Linked DNA regions of Mus musculus: regions 1 and 3 are each linked to region 2. The links are chromatin contacts, called in public ChIA-PET and Hi-C maps. All regions are on one chromosome and are shown on one strand. The core of a region is the stretch at or near the end of the contact, and the rest is flanking DNA. Distances in the headings are between cores, read along the strand shown.

Region 1 (3,636 bases), core at 737-3,236, 280 kb before region 2:
CGAGCCCATCCAGCGATGAGCACAGGCTCCTTTTCCTAGAGACCTCCGCTAATTGATCTTTCTTCTTTTCCCTTTTTCCTCTTTTTCTTCTAATCTCTCTCCAGGTATTCCTACCTAACCTTAACTTTTCCTCGGGTTCAAGACCCTTGGAAAGGCCTGTATACTTATTTTGTGTACCATATTTCCTCTTTGTTCCTACTCTCTCTCCCCGCTTTACTTCTGATAGCTTGTCCTGAATTTCCTCTAGAATTTTCAGCCCTATCTTAATCACTTGATAACATGTGAAAAGGAACAAAAGGGCTCCTAACACCAGAAAAAATTCAAGGCCAAACATATTCCACTTTACTTCTGATAGACTGTCTTGAATTTCCTTAGAAAGTTCAAGATCAGACTTACCTCGTAAAGCTGTACTCACTGGTACTCTCGTTCCCCAGCTGAAAAGTTCTGAATTCATACAGTTGAATCCTTCTTAACAGTCTGCTTTACGGGAACCTTTATTACCGCGACCCGCAGTTCTGGTTCTGGAATGAGGGATCTTCCTTGCGCCAGTCCCGAGTTTTTTCTCGTCCCGGAATTCGGCACCAATTGTTATTAGACGCGTTCTCACGACCGGCCAGGAAGAACACCACAGACCAGAATCTTCTGCGGCAAAACTTTATTGCTTACATCTTCAGGAGCAAGAGTGTAAGAAGCAAGAGAGAGAGAAAACGAAACCCCGTCCCTTTTTTAGGAGAGTTATATTTCGCCTAGGACGTGTCACTCCCTGATTGGCTGCAGCCCATCGGCCGAGTTGACGTCACGGGGAAGGCAGAGCACATGGAGTGGAGAACCACCCTCGGCATATGCGCAGATTATTTGTTTACCACTTAGAACACAGCTGTCAGCGCCATCTTGTAACGGCGAATGTGGGCGCGGCTCCCAACAAGTAATAAACAGAGAATCAACAGCAGCCACCAGGCTCTCACTCACCCAACACAGCAGACTGACAACCATGGGTGTCCCGGGGTCAGGAGTCACCTTACCCAAATGTCAACAGGGTGTCCCCTGATACCCTGGGCTTGAGACTGTGCTCAGTCACTCCATAGTTACCCAAAAGAGTGCACTCAGAAGACCAGACAGTATAGAAGGTGTCTTACTTAGGGTCTCCATTGCTGTGAAGAGACACCATGACCAAAGTTAACTCTTATAAAAGTAAACATTTATGTGGTGCTGGCTTACGGTTTCAGAGGTTCAGTCCATTATCATCACGGTGAGACGCATTGCAGTGTCCAGGCAGACCTGGTGCTGGAGAAGAAGGTGAGAGTTCTGTATCTTCATCTGAAGATAGCTAGGAGGAAACTGTCTCTTCTGCACTAGGAGCCCTCAGAGCCTCACCTGCACAGTGACAACTTCCTCCAACAAGGCCACACCCATTCTGACAAGGACACACCTCCTAATAGTGCCACTCCCTGTGGGCCAAGCAATCAAACACATGAGTCTATGGGGTCCAAGACCTATGGAAAACACCCCAGAAAGGCTTGCAGAGTTGAATTAGAGCCTCTTTCTCATGGACAGAATAGATCCCGTGGGAGCCCCCATAAGTTGCAGTTGTCTGTTCTCTCCCAAGAGAAGATCAGGACCGGCTCTTGATGAATCTGCAGTTTTTATTGAGCCACACCGAGCCAGACAGGGGTATGCACTGTTGTGACTACAAGTCTAAAGAGACAACCCTGACCTGAGTGAGCAGGGAGTTTATAAAGGCCAAACCCTTTAAGTAGGGAACTTCCCATTGGCATAGCTGTGGTGACTCTTGGGTCTGATTTAGACTTGCAGAGGTTCAGTCCATTATCATGATGGTAGGAAGCCTGGCAGCATCCAGGCATGATGCTGGAGAAGGAGCTGAGAGTTTGCATCTTGCCTGAAAGCATCAAGGAGATTAACTTTCTGCACTGTGTGGAGCCTGAGCATAGGAGAAGACCTCCAAGGCCACGCCCACAGTGACACACTTCCTGCTCGAGGCTACACCTCTTAACAGTGCCTCTGCTTAAGACCAAGCCTAGTCAAACCACCACATCCTCCTTTACGAAACCAATTTTAATCACTACATCCTTTTCACATTAAGAAACTTGAATACCACGAGACATAATAAGAGCATTTATAGATGAGTTTACTATCTGCTGAGAGAATTTTCTCCTCCACAGAGGGGGACTGAGCAATGCCTAATCCCTCTCCATAAGGTCTCAGTGACAAACCAAAGTTCAATTGCAGAGTTCACTCTAGAGAACCAATGGGCTTATCAGGTTTACATACAGAGAATTGCAAGGGGTGACTGATGGGTGCGTGGCTGCCCCCAACAGTCACGCTAAAAGTTTCAACTCAATATGTATGAGGACATTCTAGTCATGGGAATAGATCTCCATTTTTAGGCTTTATTTTTTTTTCCTGGTCTGTCCATTTGTTCATATAATTCAGCTGGCATGGCCAGTCTGTCTCCCCCTTTTATGAAGGGATATAACATTAACCTGTCTCGCTGTGACTTCGGGCAGGCTTAGCTGGAGCCGTGAAGATGGCAGGTGTTTAGAAGCCTCTGTGTTGGAGCTTTAGAAACCATGTATTTTTTTTTGTTTGTTTGTTTCTTTTGTCTGTAGTTGTTTTTAAAAAAATCCTCAAAAATTCTTTAGATGCCTGTATTTACAAACACACTCGTTTTCATATAAAATGAATTTAAAGGCACAGACAAATGTTAGTTTTACCTAAAGGGAGGGTGTGATGGTTTGTATGTTTGTGCTAGGGAGGTGTGGCCTTGTTGGAGTGGGTGTGGCCTTGTTGGAGTGGGTGTGGCCTTGTTGGAGTAGGTGTGGCCTTGTTGGAGTGGTTGTGTCTCTGAGGGCATGGGCTTTAATATCCTCATCCTAGCTGCCTGGAAGTCATTATTCTCTTGACAGCCTTCAAATGAAGCTATAGAGCTCTCAGCTCCTCCTCCAGCGTCATGTCTGCCTGGATGTCACCATGCTCCCACCATGATGATAATGGACTGAACCTCTGAATCTGTAAGCCAGCCTCAATTAAATGTTGTTTTTATAAAGAGTTGCCTTGGTCATGGTGTCTGTTCACAGCAGTAAAACCCTAACTAAGACAGAGGGCAAGGGCCCAATAGTAGAAACGTACCCTTAGGAATGGCCATCATCGCATTAGTGAAATTAATCTCTAGGTCATGGGGTCCGTGCTATGGAACCAGAAATGGAATAGTGATCAGTGAAATGACAGTTTGACCATGACTTGTGTGATTATGAATATCTCATCCTTAAAAACCTGTTTTAATTTTATTTTTAAATTTAAACACTCATGTTATTTGTCTCCAAGAAAGATTCAGGACCATTAACCACCTCTATTTATCATCATTATTATTTGTTTTTTTTATTAAGATTTATTTATTTATTTAATGTATATGAGTACACACTGTAGCTGTACAGATGGTTGTGAGCCTTCATCTGGTTGTTGGGAATTGAATTTAGGACCTCTGCTTGCTTCAGTCAACCCGGCTCACTCCGCTTAGCTCTGATCCCTTCAGTCAGCCCTGATTGCCCAGTCCCTGCTCTGCTCGCTCTGGCCCAAAGATTTATTTATTATTATAAGCATGTACACTGTAGCTGTCTT
Region 2 (3,575 bases), core at 37-2,536:
CTGAGCCATCTCTCCAGCCCCTAAATGTAATCTTTAAGGTAGTGATGAACCATGCTTAAAGCCTCAATATATGTAACCTTTCTATTCTCCTAGTTGTAACCCTGAAGTTTCCTGATGGGTAAAAAGCCAGATCTCAGTCCACCCTGCTACCCTGTGACCTATAGCTTTACCTTACCCCAGTGCAAATCCTACCCATGGACTCTGGAGCCTCTGTATTATCTCATTTATAGAAGAGAGTGAGGAAGATAAAGGGGCAGATGACGCCCCTTGGAAAGTCTTTGAGCACAGCAGTTTCAATGGCCTCCTAACCCCTGCATGCACCTATAGCTATGACTCTTCAGAAGCCCACACACTCACTTGAATATGTCTATCTCGTTGCTCTAAGTGCTTCTCTTCTGCAAACTCCAATCCTTACGTATATATCCAAGTCTCTTGTTGATACATAGTCTCCCTGGGATTCTTTCTGCAGTTGGGACCCCCTGGGATGGGGGTCTCTGGCGAGAATCCCTCAGCCACTTCAGGTGCCACACCTTCTAATTCAACTTAGAGGATAGCAGTTCAGTTCAGAGATCTAAAAGTCCAGTGAACTCCTGGGAGAAGGAAGCTTGAGAAACCCACTGGAGTGTCTATTTTATGACAGTCAGACACAGATGGGGGCACCTGGGTCGTTGTCCTTTTGTGTGTAAGTTCTGGGGCCCATTCTAAAGAAATCCCAAATTGCAAGGCCTCAGATTGCAGATCCAGGCAGGGTCCAGCAAGTTTGAGCCAGTTTAGGAACCTCTCCAGCAAGGGTCTGACAACTCTGAGGACAGAGACGCAGCCCTCAAGAAAGTATAGTGTTTCAGATGAAAGCTAAAAGAATGATAACTCTCAGGACTCATGCATTCTGAGGGACATCTGATCATCCTCTCAAGCGCTTGCTCTTTTTAAACTTCATCATGCTTTTAATCTCCAACGGTCTTATCCAGATAAGTGAGCTTCCTGGACTACTCCTGCCTTCTGCACAAAGAACCAAGCCATAATAATAAACACCTGAATCTGACCATGCCTGAAGGCCTCCTCCCCAAAGCCCAGAGCTACAATCACAAAATGAACACACACACACACACACACACACACACACACACACACACACACACGCACACACAGAGTCCCTTGTAACAGGTCCCCAGACCTTAGCATGGCTGATGCCATCAGGGAAGTACCATTCAGACCATGGGACCCAGCACATAGGCAGTATCATCTGTCAAAAGGAGAACAAAGACCTATTCCATCGGCATCGATGGTTCTGGGAAAGTCCCTACATGTGCTAACCTTGCTCTTTGGCTCTGTAGTTCTACTTCTGCCTAACTGTTCTTACTGAGGTGTGTTGTTAACCCAGGATGTGGTTTTGGTTTGTGCTTAAAAATAAAAGCTCACCCTGAGAAAGGTTCAGGACTGCACTGAAGTCCCTAACACCCAGTGTAGTCACTGGCCAGCTAATAAAGACTTGCTATTAAGCCTCATATGGTCTACAGAGGGAGTTTTAGGGCAGCCAAGGCTATAGAGAGAAACCCTGTCTCAAAAGAACAAAACAAACAAACAAACAACTTGCTATTGACTTGAACCCACGTCTGAGAATAGTCTTCTCTGGTGGATACCAAATGTCTGTCTCTCTCTCTCTCTCTCTCTCTCTCTCTCTCTCTCTCTCTCTCTCCCTCCCTCCCTCCTTCCCTCTCTCCCACCTTCCCTTCCATCCCTCCCTCCTTTTCTCCCTCCTTCTTCCTGCTTTCAGTTACAATGGCCTTCTCGTCTTCAAAACAATCCTGTAAGAATTACAGGAAGGTTTTATTACAAACTGAAGCATCCTGAAGAAAATCCTTCTTGCTATCTGTCTTAGTCAGGGTTTCTATTCCTGCACAAACATCATGACCAAGAAGCAAGTTGGGGAGGAAAGGGTTTATTCAGCTTACACTTCCATACTGCTGCTCATCACCAAGGAAGTCAGGACTGGAGCTCACACAGGTCAGGAAGCAGGAGCTGATGCAGAGGCCATGGAGGGATGTTCTTTACTGGCTTGCTTCCCCTGGCTTGCTCAGCCTACTGTCTTATAGAACCAAGACCACCAGCCCAGAGATGGTCCCACCCACAAGGGGCCTTTCCCCCTTGATCACTAATTGAGAAAATACCTTACAGTTAGATCTCATGGAGGCATTTCCTCAACTGAAGCTCCTTTCTCTGTGATAACTCCAGCTGTGTCGAGTTGACACAAAACTAGCCAGTACACTATCAAAGTATCTGAGGCCAGATCCGAGCTATAGGGGTGTTGATCACTGCACAGGCAGAGACAGGAGGGCCCTGGAGTTCACTGGCCAGCCAATCAGTGAGGGAGACCTTGTCTCAGAAAATAAGGTGGACAGACATTGAGGAAGACTCATGGATCCTCCTAGAAGCTCAAGGCATTGTCACAAGTCAAATTCATCCCAAGTGTGTCACCTGGCCCGGCCACTGTCACTGCTCTACTGCTCTGCCACACAGCATTCCTTGAGTCTCCATTGCTTCTCCTTATGATGTAATGGTCCCCTGGGACCTAAAGCTCATCGCCACCAACCAGTGCCACAAACAGGATCCTGAGTCATATTGCTAGCTCAGGAACAAATCCCCAAATCAAAACTCCCAATCTGATTCCTATGGGATGTTCTTCTGCTTCATACACCATGGTAAAACCAAATCACTGAGAGCCAGACACCACTGGCATAATATTTAGCTTGGAAAGCGGTGCCTACCTGTAACCCCAGCACTCAGGAGGCTAGGACCAGAGAGGACAGGCCAAGTTATGCAGAGAGATCCTGCCAATCAATCACCAATCAATCACCCAGGATTTTTTTATTAATTTTTTATTAGGTATTTTCCTCATTTACATTTCCAATGCTATCCCAAAAGTCCCCCATACCCTCCCCCCTCCCCTACCCACCCACTCCCACTTTTTGGCCCTGGCGTTCCCCTATACTGGGGCATATAAAGTTTGCGAGTCCAATGGGCCTCTCTTTCCAGTGATGGCCGGCTAGGCCATCTTTTGATATGTATGCAGCTAGAGTCAAGAGCTCCGGGGTACTGGTTAGTTCATAATGTTGTTCCACCTATAGGGTTGCAGATCCCTTTAGCTCCTGGGGTATTTTCTCTAGCTCCTCCATTGGGGGCCCTGTGATCCATCCAATCGCTGACTGTGAGCATCCACTTCTGTGTCTGCTAGGCCCCGGCATATTCTCACAAGAGACAGCTATATCTAGGTCCTCACCCAGGATTTTTTAAATGTAAATTTTCATTGCCAAAATATAAACACACTGTTACTTTAGAAGCCTCCGTTCCTGCTTCTTCAGGAAATAGGGCAATCCGGTCACACAAGCCCAGACGCCTCCTGACGGTATGTCTCCTGTAGCACTGCTGCTCAGACTGGTGCCACCTGCCTGGGTTAGCATTCTGCCTTGTCCCTTGCTACCTCACGGCTGCAGGCACCTACGTGACTGGCACCTTGCAGGCCTCAGGCTCCTGGTCTGGAAGCTGCAGCTCAGGTCACAAAGAGACTCCCCATGTGC
Region 3 (3,470 bases), core at 515-3,014, 490 kb before region 2:
GACATGTGAGTTTGTTGATGGGGGTGATGCTCTGGGGCCCCTTCCCAGAGAGTGGCGTGGAAGGTGTCGTGGGCTGTGGTGGTCCTGGGCCGGGAGTGACCTGGCCTGTGTATTGCTTCCAGAATCATTGCCACCCCTGGGCGTCTGGTGCATGTGGCTGTGGAGATGAACTTGAAGCTGCAGAGTGTGGAGTATGTGGTGTTCGATGAAGCAGACAGGTGAGGCCACGGGTATACCCCACCCCCAACCCCGAGCAACAGTCAAGGTTGTCCCCAGCGCTCAGGAAGCAAAGAAGAGGGAGGTCACAGGAGACTAGGTCTGCCCAGGAGATGTGAATGTATGTTTGAGTAGTCCCATCCCTGGGCATCTGCTCATCATCATTGTAAGTTTATGACTTAGTGCTGAAAAGAACGTTACATCCCATGCTGACTGTGGGCAGTAGAGAGGGCTCACTGAGGATGCGTGAGGCTGCGTTCATTCCCCTACAGCGGAGAAACAGACACAGGAAGATTCACAGTGCCACGTGGCCGGGGTTCTGAAGTGAGGGGAGCCAGGGTTCCAAGCTCTTTAGGGTAGGAGCCTACCATTGAGCCTCCCTGCCCGCCATTCCCTGCAGGCTCTTTGAAATGGGCTTTGCTGAGCAGCTACAGGAGATCATAGGCCGCCTTCCTGGGGGCCACCAGACGGTGCTGTTCTCAGCTACACTGCCCAAGCTGCTGGTGGAATTTGCACGGGCAGGTGAGCCAGTGAGTGGGGCGTGGTGCTGGACTCGGGGTGGGGGTGGGGTCTGCCCCTTCATGACCCCTGCAATCCCCCCCGCACCCCAACAGGCCTCACAGAGCCCGTGCTCATCCGCCTGGACGTAGACTCCAAGCTCAATGAGCAGCTCAAGGTGAGGTGGTGTTGGGCTCCTTCCTCAGGCTAGTGCCGGGGCAGAGTCGGCCAGTCCATGACCAGGAGTCCACATCCCTCCCTCTGCCCGCAGACCTCCTTCCTCCTTGTGCGCGAAGACACCAAGGCTGCTGTGCTCCTCTACCTGCTGCAGAATGTCGTTCGGCCCCAGGACCAGACTGTGGTGTTTGTAGCCACAAAGCACCATGCGGAGTACCTCACAGAGGTGAGCTGGGGCTCTGGGGGATGGAGAAACCATGGGCTCTCAAACCAGCTTCATCCAGCACCCAGAGTTGCACTTCCAAGGGAGGCCACCAGAGGGCAGCAATAGCGCGCCCATGAGCCTGGGTGGGGCTTTTCCCACACGCTGACATCAGAAGACACTGGTGAACTGTCAATGCCGTTGTGAGGGTGCAGACCCTGTCAGCACACCCAAGTTGGTTTTGGCCTGTCTTGCTTTCTGTTCCAGTCATCTGCAGTAACTCCTAGTGGACCTGGATTTTTGGGGGGGTGAATTTCCAGTTTGTGCCATGCCTGACACCTAAGTATAAAGCTAGCGTGTTAGCAGGGTGGCGTGCCCTTGGCCTTCTCTGTACATTCACACCTGTGTGACCCGCAGTTAGATGCTTGCATCTGGAGAGTGCCAGCAGCCTGGAAGGCTGGGGGAGGGGCTGCCTAGCCACTGTCTCGCCCCAGTAGGCACACCTGGGCACTGTTGAGGGCACGGGTGCCTGAGTCTCATTTACCCGGCATGTTAACGGCGCCTTCCTCCCCCGAGCGTCGGAGACTAAAATAGTAACTTGGAGAGAGCGGTTGGTGTTCACAGGCTTCCTGTGTCTCAGGCTCGTTCCTCAATGGTACATTAACCACGTAGTCCTGTGAGGCACAGAGAGACTGAGTAATTGGCCCATGGTCACACAGGATCCAGCAGCCTTGCAGAGCTAGGAAGTTAGGTAGGAGCTGCTTTGATGCTGACGCAGGGAGCAGTGTTCAGACCCAGAGTGCCCGAGCCTGGGCCCAGCCTCCAGCCCTTGCTCCTTCCTGCAAGCTTCCCCCACCCTCACCGCCTTTCCTCTGCACAGTTGCTGATGGGCCAGGGTGTGAGTTGCGCCCACATCTATAGTGCCTTGGACCAGACGGCCCGCAAGATCAACTTGGCCAAGTTCACACACAACAAATGTTCCACCCTCATCGTGACTGACCTGGCCGCCCGGGGCCTGGACATCCCACTGCTGGACAACGTCATCAACTACAGCTTCCCTGCCAAGGGCAAGCTCTTCCTGCACCGAGTGGGTGAGGCGCCTAGCTGCACTGGGGGCCTTGGGGGCGGGCGGGGGGAGGGGTGCTGTACCGTGCTGGCAGCTGGGAATTTGGGGAAACTGAGGCCTTAAGTAATGTCCCTTGGGTGGGTTCTGACAGGCAGCCTCAGCTCCCAGAGCTTCCTTTCTTTCGGTGTTGGGAACAGAGCCCATGGTGTCGCTCAGGCTGGGAAAACTGCCACAGACCAAGTCGTGTGCTGTGTTCATGAATGCAGGCAGATTAAAGTGTGCATGGGAGAGAGGCCGGGCATGGGGCTTCTTAGAGTTGTTCTCTGTGTGACTGAGTGGTTGAATTCATACGCACATCTGCCGGGCAGAGGAGGGGCAGCCACTGGGCGTTGGTGTCCTGATACTTCACTGTAAGGCCCGCAGGAGCCCCTGACCATGAGACCCAGTTCCTGACCTGGCTGGTGGCTGCCTGCTGTCTCCAAGTCTCTATTGCTCTCTGAACAGCTGGCTCTCCCATCTGGGGAGTTTCCAGAGCTACTCGGGGGAATTCCTCAGGTGCCACATGACAGGCCACTCCCTCTGAAACCTGCAAATGAGGGGAGGCATGGGAAAAAGCTGGGCGTGGCAGGGCTTGTTTGTGGTCAGAGCACTTAGGATGCTGAAGCAGGAGGATCAGGAGTTTGAGGCCAGCCAAGGCTATATAGAGTAAGCCTAGCTGAAGTGTGATACCTGCCATTCACTCCAGACCCTGCTGGAGGCCTGTTGGGTTGTTCCCTACCAGCTGCTGCTGTTCAAGGCTCTAGCATGTACATGTGTTTTCATTTACTGTGACGTCCTTCTTCATGGGTGGCACATCTTCAGTAAAGGGCCCCAGTGGTGACTATTTTTACATGATGCACTATACCATCTTTGTTGTTGCTAATTCAGTCTACAGTGTTAAGTGGAAAGTTCCACTGGGAATATGTAAATGAGCAGGCCTGGCTGTGTGCCAGTAAAACTTTATTGTTCAAGCAAGTGGTGGGCCAGGTGGAGCTTCCCCCGTCCTGGCTCTGTGACTCCCTGGTGGTCATCGGCTTGTTGACCCGTCAGCCCTCTGACCCAACACCTTTCAGGAGTTCTGGCCCAAACCTTTTTTGCTGAGAATTTGCAGTCTTAATTAACCCTTGGGGGGAAAAATATTCCCAAATTGGCAGTGCCCAGGACTTTTGAGTCCGGGTCACAAGAGGTACTTGTCCTGCTTTTGATCACTCTACCAACCAGTACCCACCCCTGACCACCTACCCTGTAGGTGGGGGCAGCAGTTCAGGAAAG

The links. A called contact is a pair of places that touch in the nucleus more often than the background predicts. ChIA-PET counts read pairs in DNA pulled down with a chosen protein or histone mark.
Region 1: a contact with region 2 is called in an RNA polymerase II ChIA-PET map of memory CD8 T cells, with 5 read pairs. The contact joins two enhancer-like sites. A contact is called at or near these places in 1 of 39 promoter capture datasets (embryonic stem cells), 9 of 484 Hi-C or Micro-C datasets (CD4 T cells, adipose-derived mesenchymal stem cells, embryonic stem cells and 1 more), 1 of 115 datasets of contacts at active chromatin or transcription factors (memory CD8 T cells) and 1 of 9 other capture datasets (adipose tissue).
Region 3: a contact with region 2 is called in a Hi-C map of B cells, with 2.3 times the contacts expected there. The contact joins two enhancer-like sites. A contact is called at or near these places in 3 of 484 Hi-C or Micro-C datasets (B cells, embryonic fibroblasts and reprogramming fibroblasts).

The regions. Positions count from the first base shown.
Region 1 is chr5:120,829,240-120,832,875 of GRCm38.p6, forward strand. No RefSeq gene overlaps it. Among named protein-coding and RNA genes, the nearest start is that of Oas1f, 16 kb to the right of the region's middle. Within about 2 kb of position 1,987, at least 37 of the 459 cell types and tissues checked have an H3K27ac peak or open chromatin away from gene starts, as enhancers often do. A contact at or near this core is called in memory CD8 T cells, where this site is marked.
Region 2 is chr5:121,105,830-121,109,404 of GRCm38.p6, forward strand. No RefSeq gene overlaps it. Among named protein-coding and RNA genes, the nearest start is that of Ptpn11, 84 kb to the right of the region's middle. Within about 2 kb of position 1,287, at least 68 of the 459 cell types and tissues checked have an H3K27ac peak or open chromatin away from gene starts, as enhancers often do. A contact at or near this core is called in B cells and memory CD8 T cells, where this site is marked.
Region 3 is chr5:120,619,642-120,623,111 of GRCm38.p6, forward strand. Ddx54 (DEAD box helicase 54) reads left to right here. Exons shown (of 20, transcript NM_028041.2): 6 at 1-5; 7 at 123-218; 8 at 617-738; 9 at 831-892; 10 at 986-1,117; 11 at 1,974-2,184. Among named protein-coding and RNA genes, the nearest start is that of Ddx54, 8.2 kb to the left of the region's middle. Within about 2 kb of position 1,765, at least 96 of the 459 cell types and tissues checked have an H3K27ac peak or open chromatin away from gene starts, as enhancers often do. A contact at or near this core is called in B cells, where this site is marked.